Regions from separate parts of the Mus musculus genome. Here region 1 is linked to region 2. Evidence: chromatin contacts called from public promoter capture Hi-C data. All regions are on one chromosome and are shown on one strand. The core of a region is the stretch at or near the end of the contact, and the rest is flanking DNA. Distances in the headings are between cores, read along the strand shown.

Region 1 (5,134 bases), core at 532-3,031, 83 kb after region 2:
CAGAGTCACACTTGCCCTGTCCCACCTGCCAGCTGCCTTCCTCACTGTGATTCCCCACTTGACAGCTGTGCTTTTATCACCTTGTTTTAACCCCTTAGAGACAGGTTATCTCATCTGGCTTCTGTTGAAGCTGTCCCTCATCTTGTCCCTTTGTGTCCCACCCTGGAGTAGCCACCATAATTCTGACTCCCACAGTCCCTCCTCTTTGTAGCTTCCTGGATCTTGGGGCCCAATCATCCTGATTCCTCCTGGGGCACATGAGCTATGCAGGGGAAAGTCAGGGACAATAGCCTGGACAGGCAGCAGAAGGACAGCCTTGCAGTGTCTATCACCTCTCAAAGGTGTCACCGGGATCATGTTGATCTGCTCTGTTTTGTGGGAAATGGTGCCCGGCGGGCTGTCTCTCCACCACCATTCCTCCCTGTCCTTCCAGAGGACAGCTGCCCACCTCCATTTGAGTTCCAGTCTTGTGGCTCCCCCTGTGCTGGGCTCTGTGCCACACATCTGAACCATCGTCTTTGCCAGGACTTACCACCTTGCCAGCCTGGCTGCTACTGCCCCAAGGTGAGTTCTAGAAGATGGTGAGACACTCAAGAAGGGAGTGTTCTGCCCAACACCCCCCTCCCCGCAACCTCCCCTCCCTGCTCCCCTCTCTAGGGTGTTTTCCAGTAGGGAGCACGTTGCTTCTATGCTGGGAACATCTCCCCACCTTGTCACCACACATAAGTGCACTGCAAGAAGCCAGCATGGTACAGGGCACGTAGGTGACAGTGGTCCCTTCGCAGCCCCAAGATGTCCTGATTTTTCCTTCTGCACAGGGCCTGCTGGAGCAGGCTGGAAGCTGCATTCTCCCAGAGCAGTGTAACTGCTGGCATATCTCAGGCGAGGGAGCTAGGGTGACCCTGGCCCCTGGGGACCGCTTGCAGCTGGGCTGTAAGGAATGGTGAGTAACAGGGGAAAGAGGGGTAGAAGGTGTTGGGGGCAAGGGCACCCAACCCACAGGGGAAAGAGGGGTAGAAGGGGTTGGGGGCAAGGGCACCCAACCCACAGAAGCCAACCTGAGAGCAAGTGACCCAAGATGCCCAGCTTTAAGCTCTTTCATCTTACACCAGAGCACCCAGCTTTCAGGCTGATGAGCCATACATAGTTCAGCAGATCCCTATTTCCAAAAGCCCATGCTGATGTGTTCCTCCTACAGCGTCTGCCGGAGGGGAGAGCTGCAGTGTTCCAGCCAAGGGTGCGAAGGTAATCCTGGCCTTAGGAGACCTGTCCCTGTTAGCCCAGGGCTGGGGGACTTCAGGACATGGAGCTTGCATTGCTAAGGCCAGGACAATCCTAGACAAATAGTACCCTGTCCTGCCCTGACACCTTTCTTAGTCTTTCCTATTGATCGTGACCCTGAGCTCTTCCTGCCTGCCCACTGGGCTTTCTGGGTTGAAGATTTCCTGAGGTCAGCACAAATCCTTTGCCCTTCTAGGTCTTCTGCCTCTGACTGGATGGTCAGAGTGGTCACCTTGTGGGCCCTGCCTGCCCCAAAGTGCCCTAGCCCCTGCCTCCAGGACTGCCCTGGAGGGGCACTGGCCTCTGAACACATCAGACCTCCCTCCACCCTCAGTCACTCTGCTGGCTTCAGAGCAGTACCGGCACCGCCTCTGCTTGGACCCTGAGACGAGGAGGCCCTGGGCAGGAGATCCTGCTCTTTGTACTGTGCCTCTCAGCCAGCAACGCCTCTGCCCTGACCCCGGAGCCTGCAATGGTAAATGAGGGATGCAGGCCAGTAGACAGGATGGGTTGGCCTAGCAGCAGGGGGTCGTCTTGATGGGGCTAGTCACAGGTTCATTTCATTGTTAGGAGTGAGACAACCTGCTAAGCCTCCTTTTTGCTTGCCTCCAGGGCAGACTGGATGTGAGACTTGGTGGAGTAACAGTAGCAGTTGGGGAAAACAAAAACAACAACAAAAGGGTTGTGAAGGGTGTTGGGGCATTTTTCTAAGGGGAGGAGACAACGCCTGCGGGTGAGGCACTGCCTGAGGCAGGTGAGGCCTGAGCCACTGATTTCCATTGTAATTTTCCCTTCCCAGACACGTGCCAATGGGGACCTTGGGGACCTTGGAGCCCCTGCCAAATGCCCTGCAGTGGAGGATTCAAGCTGCGCTGGAGAGTGGCAAGAGACACCTCTGCGGGAGAATGCCCTGGACCATGGGCTCAAACAGAAAGCTGCAATATGGGATCTTGCCCAGGTAACCAGTATCCCAGCATCCCAAGGGTATGGAGACTGGAACATTGGAAATGGCCCCTGAGGGGGATTGCACCAATCCCCTGCTCTGGTGGTTTAGAGTGGAAGAGAGGGTCTGCTGGGGGTGGGGTGGGCAAGAGTGTCCCCAGTTCACACTTTTACTTCTGGACAGGAGAGAGTTGTGAGACCAGGGACACGGTGTTTACCCTTGACTGTGCCAACCAGTGTCCTCGCAGCTGTGCTGACCTCTGGGATGGTGTTCAGTGTTTACAGGGACCCTGCAGCCCAGGTATCTGGCCTGGGGAATCTGCATTGCCATTGCCCAGAACCTGTTCACCATAGGAGCACAGGTAGGGTAAGGAAAAGGTCAGGCTATTGATCATGACAGGGCAAGAAAGTAAGTCCTTCCAGCAACCACTCTGAGTCCCTCCTAGTGGCTCCATCAAAGCCTGCTGGGTTGCCCGCTGTGGTGACACACATCTGTAATTGTGTGTCATTTGAGAGCCTGGGACATGAAGATTGCTATGAGTTTGAGCCTGGGATACATTTTGAATTTAAGGCCAGCCTAGGTTACATAGCAAGATCCTGTCTCAAAACAATGTGCTGTATAGGGCACAGAGATGTCTCCCGCGCATGGCCAGAGGGTGAGAGCAGCTTTGGATCCAGTCTAGCTGCTGAAGGGACCCATTATGTAAACCTTGCTCAAATGCAGGATTTTATAACCTTTTTATTAGCATGTATTAATTTTGTACAAGATAATGGGTCACATCTTCGTAACGTACACACCGTACTTCCCCCTTTCCTCACCATTCCTTTTCTTCATTCTTCCATCTTTCCTCCTGACCCCTTTCCTCCTTAACAGTAAATTGCCCTTCCACACTTTCACGTCTTTTTAAAGCAGTGAATCTTGCTTGCCTCTCACAGGCTGCCGATGTCCCCCTGGTCAGCTAGTGCAGGATGGACACTGTGTCCCCATCTCCTCTTGCCGCTGTGGCCTGCCCAGTGCCAATGCCTCGTGGGAGCTGGCCCCCACACAGGTGGTCCAGCTGGACTGCCATAATTGGTATGCTGCCATGCTGCTAAGCCAGGCTATAAGGGCTTTGGATGGGTGACATGGGGGCAGGTCAAGGCCATGGGCAATGCTGGGGAATGAAAGCTGTTTGTCACAACTTGGATACTGAGCCCTTGGGTGTGCACATTGTCCACAGCACATGCATCAATGGGACCCTGATGTGTCCACACCTTGAGTGTCCAGTCCTGGGACCTTGGTCAGCTTGGAGTGAGTGCTCAGCTGTCTGTGGTAAGGGCACCATGGTGCGCCACAGGAGTTGTGAGGAACATCCTGATCGTGAACCATGCCAGGCTCTGGATCTGCAGCAATGGCAAGAGTGTAACCTGCAAGCCTGTCCTGGTGAGTGCCTGGGTCTGGGGTTGTACAGCAGAGTACAGCCTGTAGGCAGAATGGTTTGTACCCTGGGTAAAGTTTACCCTTGGGCTACTCGCATGCTGATTTCTCTGCCTTCATATCTTGTTTCAATCGACATGGCATTGTAATGCTTATACCAAGAATCTCCTCTCTCAAATTTGTGTAAACAGTTCTTGCTGTGTATTCTCTGCCTTGTCAATAAACGCTGATCAACCAATGGCTGGGCAGAATAGTGAATAGGGTGGGATGTCCGCCAGCAGAGGAAAGAGAGAGGGAGATGGGGCGGAGCAAGAGGATGGGGAGAACTGGAACCATGAAGAAGGGGTTCAAAGGGTCAGGTCAATAATAATATGCAAGTGTCATGGGATGGGCCTGGGAGGGAGCCAGATTAGCGCAGGAGATCAAGGTAGATAATTGCTTGGCTATTGAGGTGCAGTTTTGAATAAATCTTATTTCTTTTGTGTGATTATTGGGGAATAGCATAAGGTAAAGAAAAAATAGCTTCCTTATTAATTCATCCTTTATACTTATATTAAGGATAATTCTTTTCTGGTCCAGTCTTTTTGGAGTTCTGTAGGCTTCTTGTATATTCATGGGCATCTCTTTCTTTAGGTTTGGGAAGTTTTCGTCTATAATTTTGTTGAAGATATTTGCTGACCCTTTAAGTTGAAAATCTTCATTCTCATCTATTCCTATTATTAAGGATAATGCATTTACACACTCTTCCATCTTTGCTGGCCCTTGCAGTGGGTAGAATAGACCCTCTGTAACCTGCAAGTACCTTTCTCACTGCGTATGTGTGTTTCTCAGAGTGCCCACCTGGGCAGGTGCTCAGTACCTGTGCCACTATGTGCCCGAGCCTTTGCTCCCACTTGTGGCCTGGCACCATCTGTGTGCGGGAACCCTGCCAGCTTGGCTGTGGCTGCCCTGGGGGACAGGTGAGTCTGGCCTCTGAGTTCTGGTTTCTGTAGGGGTGTGGGGTCAGGGGTGGAGGGAGATGCAGTTGGGGAGACATGGGGCCAGATCCAAGTGTAACTGAAGCTATCTGCCTCAGCTGCTATACAACGGCACGTGCATTCCCCCTGAGGCCTGTCCCTGCACCCAGTTTTCCCTACCCTGGGGCCTCACCCTACCCTTGGAAGAGCAGGCCCGGGAGCTGCCCTCAGGGACTGTGCTCACTCGGAACTGCACACACTGGTGAGGTCCTGGAGCCTGGGTGGAGGGCAGGGTTGTTGAGAATGGGGTGGGGAGGAGGGACAAGGGGCCTCTGAGCAGTTGCTTCTGTCTCCTTAGCACCTGTCAAGGTGGAGCCTTCATCTGCTCCCTTACGGACTGTCAGGGTGAGATGTGGCTGTCCTTACCTCCCAAGCCAAGACTTTGCTCAGGGAAAGAGGGTCCTATCTACAACCCAGGCTAAGCTACTCGCTTTGGGAAATGGACCCCTTCCTGCCCTGAGCCCTAGCACACCCCACT
Region 2 (5,293 bases), core at 2,526-5,025:
TGTTTGAACGGGTGGTTCACCGGTGCCCAGAGATGGAGATAGCTGAGGGTCTCATGCTGCCTGTCAGGACTACACTGACCTTAGCTGCCTTGTACATGCATAGGAACCCTTCCTGAGAACAGCCCATTGCAAGGCCTCATCAACTGTTTGAAGGAGATCCTTGTGCCCAGACCCCAGCACCGGGGGACAGCCCCAGACTTGCCGCCTTCTCTCCCTGGCTTGAGTGTGTTGAAGCAGACGAGAGCTGAGGTAGAGGCTGGGAGCCTGCCCTGCCCGGGTGAGTCCCTGGGTACCTGGCCTGCCCAGGCCAAAGTCTCCAAAGTCCCAGAAGGTTCAGATTGCCACTCATAGCTATTACTATGTTCCATACTGTCCCCCATGATATGACCACTGTGGATGATCCTGTGTCCCTGCACTCAAGTATCTGAAGCCTAACGGCTCTTTCAAGGATAGCAGCAACAAGCTTGACCCTGTTTTCCTAACTGTTCTCTGGTCCTTCTAATGTGGGACTCTGAGAACTCAGTGCTCAAATGTCGCTTCTGTTGACATGAATCAAGTGTCAGTGGACACTCTGGTCTGCCTGAGATTTTCCTCAAAAAACTGTCAAGCTTTGAGTCTTGGTCTTGCATCTGTAGAGCTGTTCCATCCTCTGGCTTGGGGTGAGCTTAATTACAGAATTACTCTAATGTATGAACATTACATGTGTCTGTCAAGGCCTGATATGCCTTGAAGCTAAGTTGTAGTCAGAGCTCCGAAAATTCCAGCCACTCCTTCAGTTTCCACCCTGAGCGATAGCTGTGCCCAGATGCTGCCCACCTGGAAAGTCTACAGGTCCTAGTTCCTGTCCCTGTGATGCTCAGACAGCGCCCAGGACAATCCTTGTCTGTCTGTCAGGAGACTGAGGATACTGAACTTAAGTGAGACTTGTGCCTTTTCCCTTAGTGAAGACAGAGGCAGCATCCGGAGATTGTCCCCTTCAGGGCCTGCTGAACTGTCTGAAGGAGATCCCAAAAGCTCCAGACCGACGTCCCAGCCCCTCAGGAGCATCAGACTTGCAGCTGCAGGAGGACCCAGGGAAAAGACATTCTGGAGGTAAAGGCCGCTCACTGGCTTAGAGGTGGGGGAGCTAGATGTAATGTGCTTGCTTTCCCTGCTCTGAGTACAGCTGTGTGGCCCCCCACAACAAAATCTGATGCCTTGTAGCAGCGTGTTAGTCAGAGGACCCATTGGATTTCATCACTGTACAAAGAGCAAAGCAGTGGGAGATCCCTAGTCAGTGCTCTTGTTAGAGGAGGTAAAAGTACCAGAACCTTCTACAAGGGATACTGGGGCAGTAGAGAGAAGTGAACTAGAGGGTAAGAGTTCTAACACAGTAGGCTGTTGTTGTGACTGGGGATTCCTGTTGTCCTGTGTGCAGCCTAGGCGCTATGACTGGAGGTTGGGGATCCTAGCAGGTACATTTATTTGGATTGAGATCATTTGTCAGTTCATCAGTAAGCTTGTATTCCTCAGAACACAGCCTTGGGAGCTTAGAGAGGGTGGGCTTGAGCCAAGCCTGCTTCATGAGAAGCAAAATCTGACTTGTTGCTAACCAGGAAGGGATTCATATTTAAAATCTCTTAGAAAGCTCTGCAGCACCCAGGGCTGGGAGAGGTGGTGATTATACCCAGAGCCAGTGACTGCTATGGAAGTAGAGGAGCCTTGAAAGTCCCTTGTAACCTTATAAAGAGAAGCGTCTCAGAACTTAGGGAAGTCCAAGCCTGAAATCAAGGCTCCCCAGCAATCACCTCTCCCGCAGGGATGAGACACCTCCAGACTCCTCCCCACCCTAGTCATGAAGCTGGCAGTATGCTTGCCACGGTGAAGGTAGAAGATGGCTGGGCCCAGAGTCCCCCAGTGCCAGCATCCTGCCAGCTTAGCAGGCAAGGCTATAGCTCCTATTCCACTGGAGACAACAGAGAGGTCCGTGTGCCCCGCTGGGGCCCCATGACTCTAGGTAAGTTCTGGGTTATCTACCCACATATTCCCATGGGAATGAGTTCCAAAGCCCACAAGTACCTGCTTCTCTTTCAGCTAAGGATCCTTTTCCCTGCCTCTCCTCCCAAGCTGTTACACTGTAGTCCATGTTCTTAATCCATGCCCGTGTGCAGGCAGCCCTCTGGTTTCAGGACCTTCCTTTGGCAGTGAGGTCCTGGCTATAAAAGCTGACCACTGCATGTGGGCTCCACCCTTCTCCTCAGAGTTGGGGTCAGCTTCATTCCTTCTTCAGAAGCGGAAAACACATTCAAAGTTCCTCACTAGAGGCTTTCCTGCTTATCACATCCTTGGAGCCTGCTCTAGAAGCAGGCTGTGGACAGGCCAGCCAAGGGCCAAGCTGGGGTCTGACAAGCAGGCCAGAGCCCAGCAAGATAAGATGATAAGGTGGCCTCTCTTGTCCAGCCAGCAGGGCCTCAAGCTCACCCCTAGAAGCTCTGGAGGCCTGTCTGAAGGGCATCCCTCCAGGTGGGTCATCACCTCTTCAGTCACTAGCCATCTCATGGTCCAGAAGTCCTCAGCTAGGAGATGCCGGGTCTCAGAGGTTTGAGCTACAGCAACAAGGATCTCACAGTGAAGGTACTTGGGCCTGGGTTAACAGATATTCCTGTCCACACAGGAGGAAGATGCTGGTCATCATTCTCTCTGGGCCTCCTCAAGTATATGTCCTTCTTTCCTAACCCCTGCCTCATGCCTTCCCCCAAATAGCTATCCAGGTTTGCTGAGAATCAAATGCTACCACCTACTTTCCCTGCTCTGAGGACTTCTCCTTATTCCCAAGAGTACTTGCAGGGGGCAGAGAGGGGGTGCTAGATAGACTTTTCATCAGTGCCATGGGAAACCCCGGAAGTGGGAGGGGATCTCTGGGCTAGGTGTCCTGGTGCCATATACTCTAAGGCCCAAGGATTTCTCCAGCAGGCTCTGACTTGACCCAATTATTCTTCTCTCTGCAGAAGCTACAAGGGAGCCACTTCTGCCTCTGAGCTTGCAGGGCTACATGAGAGAAGGACCTGGGGTTCAACCCTGTGGCTCCCAGGGTACCCCTACCAGCTTCTCCTCAGCCAGCAGCAGTGATGGGGATCTGGATTTCAGGAGCCCCAGGAGCAGCCAGGGGCAACGGCTTGGGAAAGGTGAGCTGGTCCAGCTGAGGTTGTAGTCCTCTGGGAAGGAGTCCAAGGTCCTTGTCCACTGTTACCTCTGCTCTAGCACCAAAAGAAGAGCGGGAATTCCGACACAGAAGCAGACCCAGGACTTGTCTTGGCAGAGTGAGAGGTTCTGTTGTGGTGACTTAGCTCAGAGAGGATAGGACAATGACTGGCCATGTGTCCTTAATTTCCCTTAGTGTAAATACTTCCCTATTCCAGACAAAAAGAAGTGTCTATAATACTAACTGACCTCCAACTTAGGGGAAGTAGAGTGAGAACCACAGAAGACCGCCTTCAGAGTTATACTCAGTATCATGTACTTCCCTGGGCCCTGCCAGAGGAAGTCTGTCTTGGCAACTTTGGGATTTATTTTTAAAGATTTAATCTATATATGTGAGTACACTGTTGCAGTCTTCAGACAAACCAGAAGAGTGCATCGGATCCCATTACAGAAGGTTGTGAGCCATCATGTAGTTGCTGGGAATTGAACTCAGGACCTCTGGAAGAGCAGTCATGCTCTTAGCTGCTGAGCCATCTCTCCAGACCAAACTTGGGGATTTTACAGAGCTCTCTCAGCATCTACCTTTGCCTTCCCTCTTGGAACAATCATGTCTGCCTTGTCCTATGTTGGATACCCACTTCATCTGCCCATCTGTGCCCTGGCCACATCTGTTGTTAATGGGAAGACCTAGAAATGTAAAATTGACATCTGCATCCGTGACATGGCAGCTTAAAGAGTGACTCATTTTAGTTTCCCCTGATGAGTAAAACCAGCCTGCCAGGGCTTCCTTCGGGCATTGTGGATGACTGTGGAGAGCTACATTTTCTCACAGTCCCCAAACCCACACCTACCAAGCTCCTGATTTATGTGGCTCTAAGTCAACAGCAGGATCAATGTCAAGCTTGGCTTGTCGCACTGCACAGCTATTAAAGCAGCAGAGCTGAAACTGAAGACCAGCACCAGCTGAGTAGGTCACATGCTTATGTGTGTCCTATTCTTGCCTGATCAAAGATTCTGCTGGTTTTCCAAACACTGCTTAATCGGGGCAGGGTGGCTTTCTTTGCTTTTGTCTGGCACATACGTAGAAAAGCTAAGTAACATTTTACTGCAAGTTCAGGAGACTACTTTTGTTATGGAGCCTGCTTTTTTTCCTCTTCATGAGTCCTATTGAGGCAACCCCTCCCCCTCCCCAGCCCTAACCCTTACCCCCCACCCACAGTATACAATTCAAATGCCCTTCAACTTTCAGCCTCCCCCTACCCCTGTGTGTGTATCATGGCATATATATGGTAGAAGACAACTTCCAGGAGTCAGTTCTAAATCTTCCAACACCATAGTGTTCTGGAGATCAAACTCCTGTGTACTTAGACTTGTGCCAAGCACCTTTGTCTGCTGTGGCTTTTACTTCTAAGCTATGCAATGCTACATTACATTAGCCCCACATGACACTCCCTTGCTTACAACCTCTGCCCAGGTCCAGAGTAGACAGGAGGTGCCTCACAAAGGAATGCGGCCAGTGCTGTCTGTTAACCTTATTCCTCTAGAACCTCACATAATCTAGTTCATATTATTTACATAAGACTGTATGGCTAGGAGTGCTGTCTGCAATGTGTCTGAAACCTGTGGAAAAATTAGACTTCCTGTAACCTGATGTCATACTGAGAGGCAGGCTGCAGGGATTCACAGAGCACTGGCAACCCATCATAGACTGTTCATGTTTGACCTTCACAGGCTATCTACCAGGAAACTCTCCACTCCAAGGCCTGGAGAACTGCCTGAGAGAGATCCCTATTCCCAGGCCACAGGCTGCCTGGCCATGCTCCTCGGCTGTCAACAGGGGATTGAAGAGAACAGAGCCCAGGAACTGGACTGGAGACAGAGAAGGTAACAAAATGGTATTTGTGGGTGTTTGAGAGAAGAGCAGTCGCTCCTATCCTACACTGGCTTTGGCAGCGGCAAGCAGCCCTCAGATCTCAGCTGAGCTGAGAGGATGCTCTGAAACCAGCTTGGCCAGAGCCCTGAGGCAGGCAGGCAGATGGATAGTCACTTCCCGACATGTGCAGGAGCGATAGGCAGAGTGCAGAGTCCAGGGCATAGAGGCCCAGAACTACTG

Evidence for each region. Capture Hi-C pulls out chosen DNA fragments and counts their contacts.
Region 1: a contact with region 2 is called in a promoter capture Hi-C map of liver. The contact joins two enhancer-like sites. A contact is called at or near these places in 1 of 39 promoter capture datasets (pre-B cells), 5 of 484 Hi-C or Micro-C datasets (CD4 T cells, differentiating embryonic stem cells, nephron progenitors and 1 more), 3 of 115 datasets of contacts at active chromatin or transcription factors (double positive thymocytes and embryonic stem cells) and 3 of 9 other capture datasets (adipose tissue, liver and pancreatic islet).

Annotation. Positions count from the first base shown.
Region 1 is chr6:48,491,665-48,496,798 of GRCm38.p6, forward strand. Sspo (SCO-spondin) reads left to right here. Exons shown (of 103, transcript NM_173428.4): 87 at 434-564; 88 at 819-943; 89 at 1,199-1,245; 90 at 1,478-1,756; 91 at 2,081-2,239; 92 at 2,408-2,524; 93 at 3,160-3,298; 94 at 3,444-3,646; 95 at 4,472-4,599; 96 at 4,716-4,858; 97 at 4,955-5,001. Among named protein-coding and RNA genes, the nearest start is that of 1700026J14Rik, 43 kb to the right of the region's middle. Within about 2 kb of position 1,782, at least 17 of the 459 cell types and tissues checked have an H3K27ac peak or open chromatin away from gene starts, as enhancers often do. A contact at or near this core is called in liver, where this site is marked.
Region 2 is chr6:48,406,731-48,412,023 of GRCm38.p6, forward strand. Krba1 (KRAB-A domain containing 1) reads left to right here. Exons shown (of 18, transcript NM_001347152.1): 7 at 104-277; 8 at 943-1,092; 9 at 1,799-1,996; 10 at 2,440-2,613; 11 at 2,988-3,164; 12 at 4,912-5,064. Among named protein-coding and RNA genes, the nearest start is that of Gm38803, 13 kb to the right of the region's middle. Within about 2 kb of position 3,776, at least 38 of the 459 cell types and tissues checked have an H3K27ac peak or open chromatin away from gene starts, as enhancers often do. A contact at or near this core is called in liver, where this site is marked.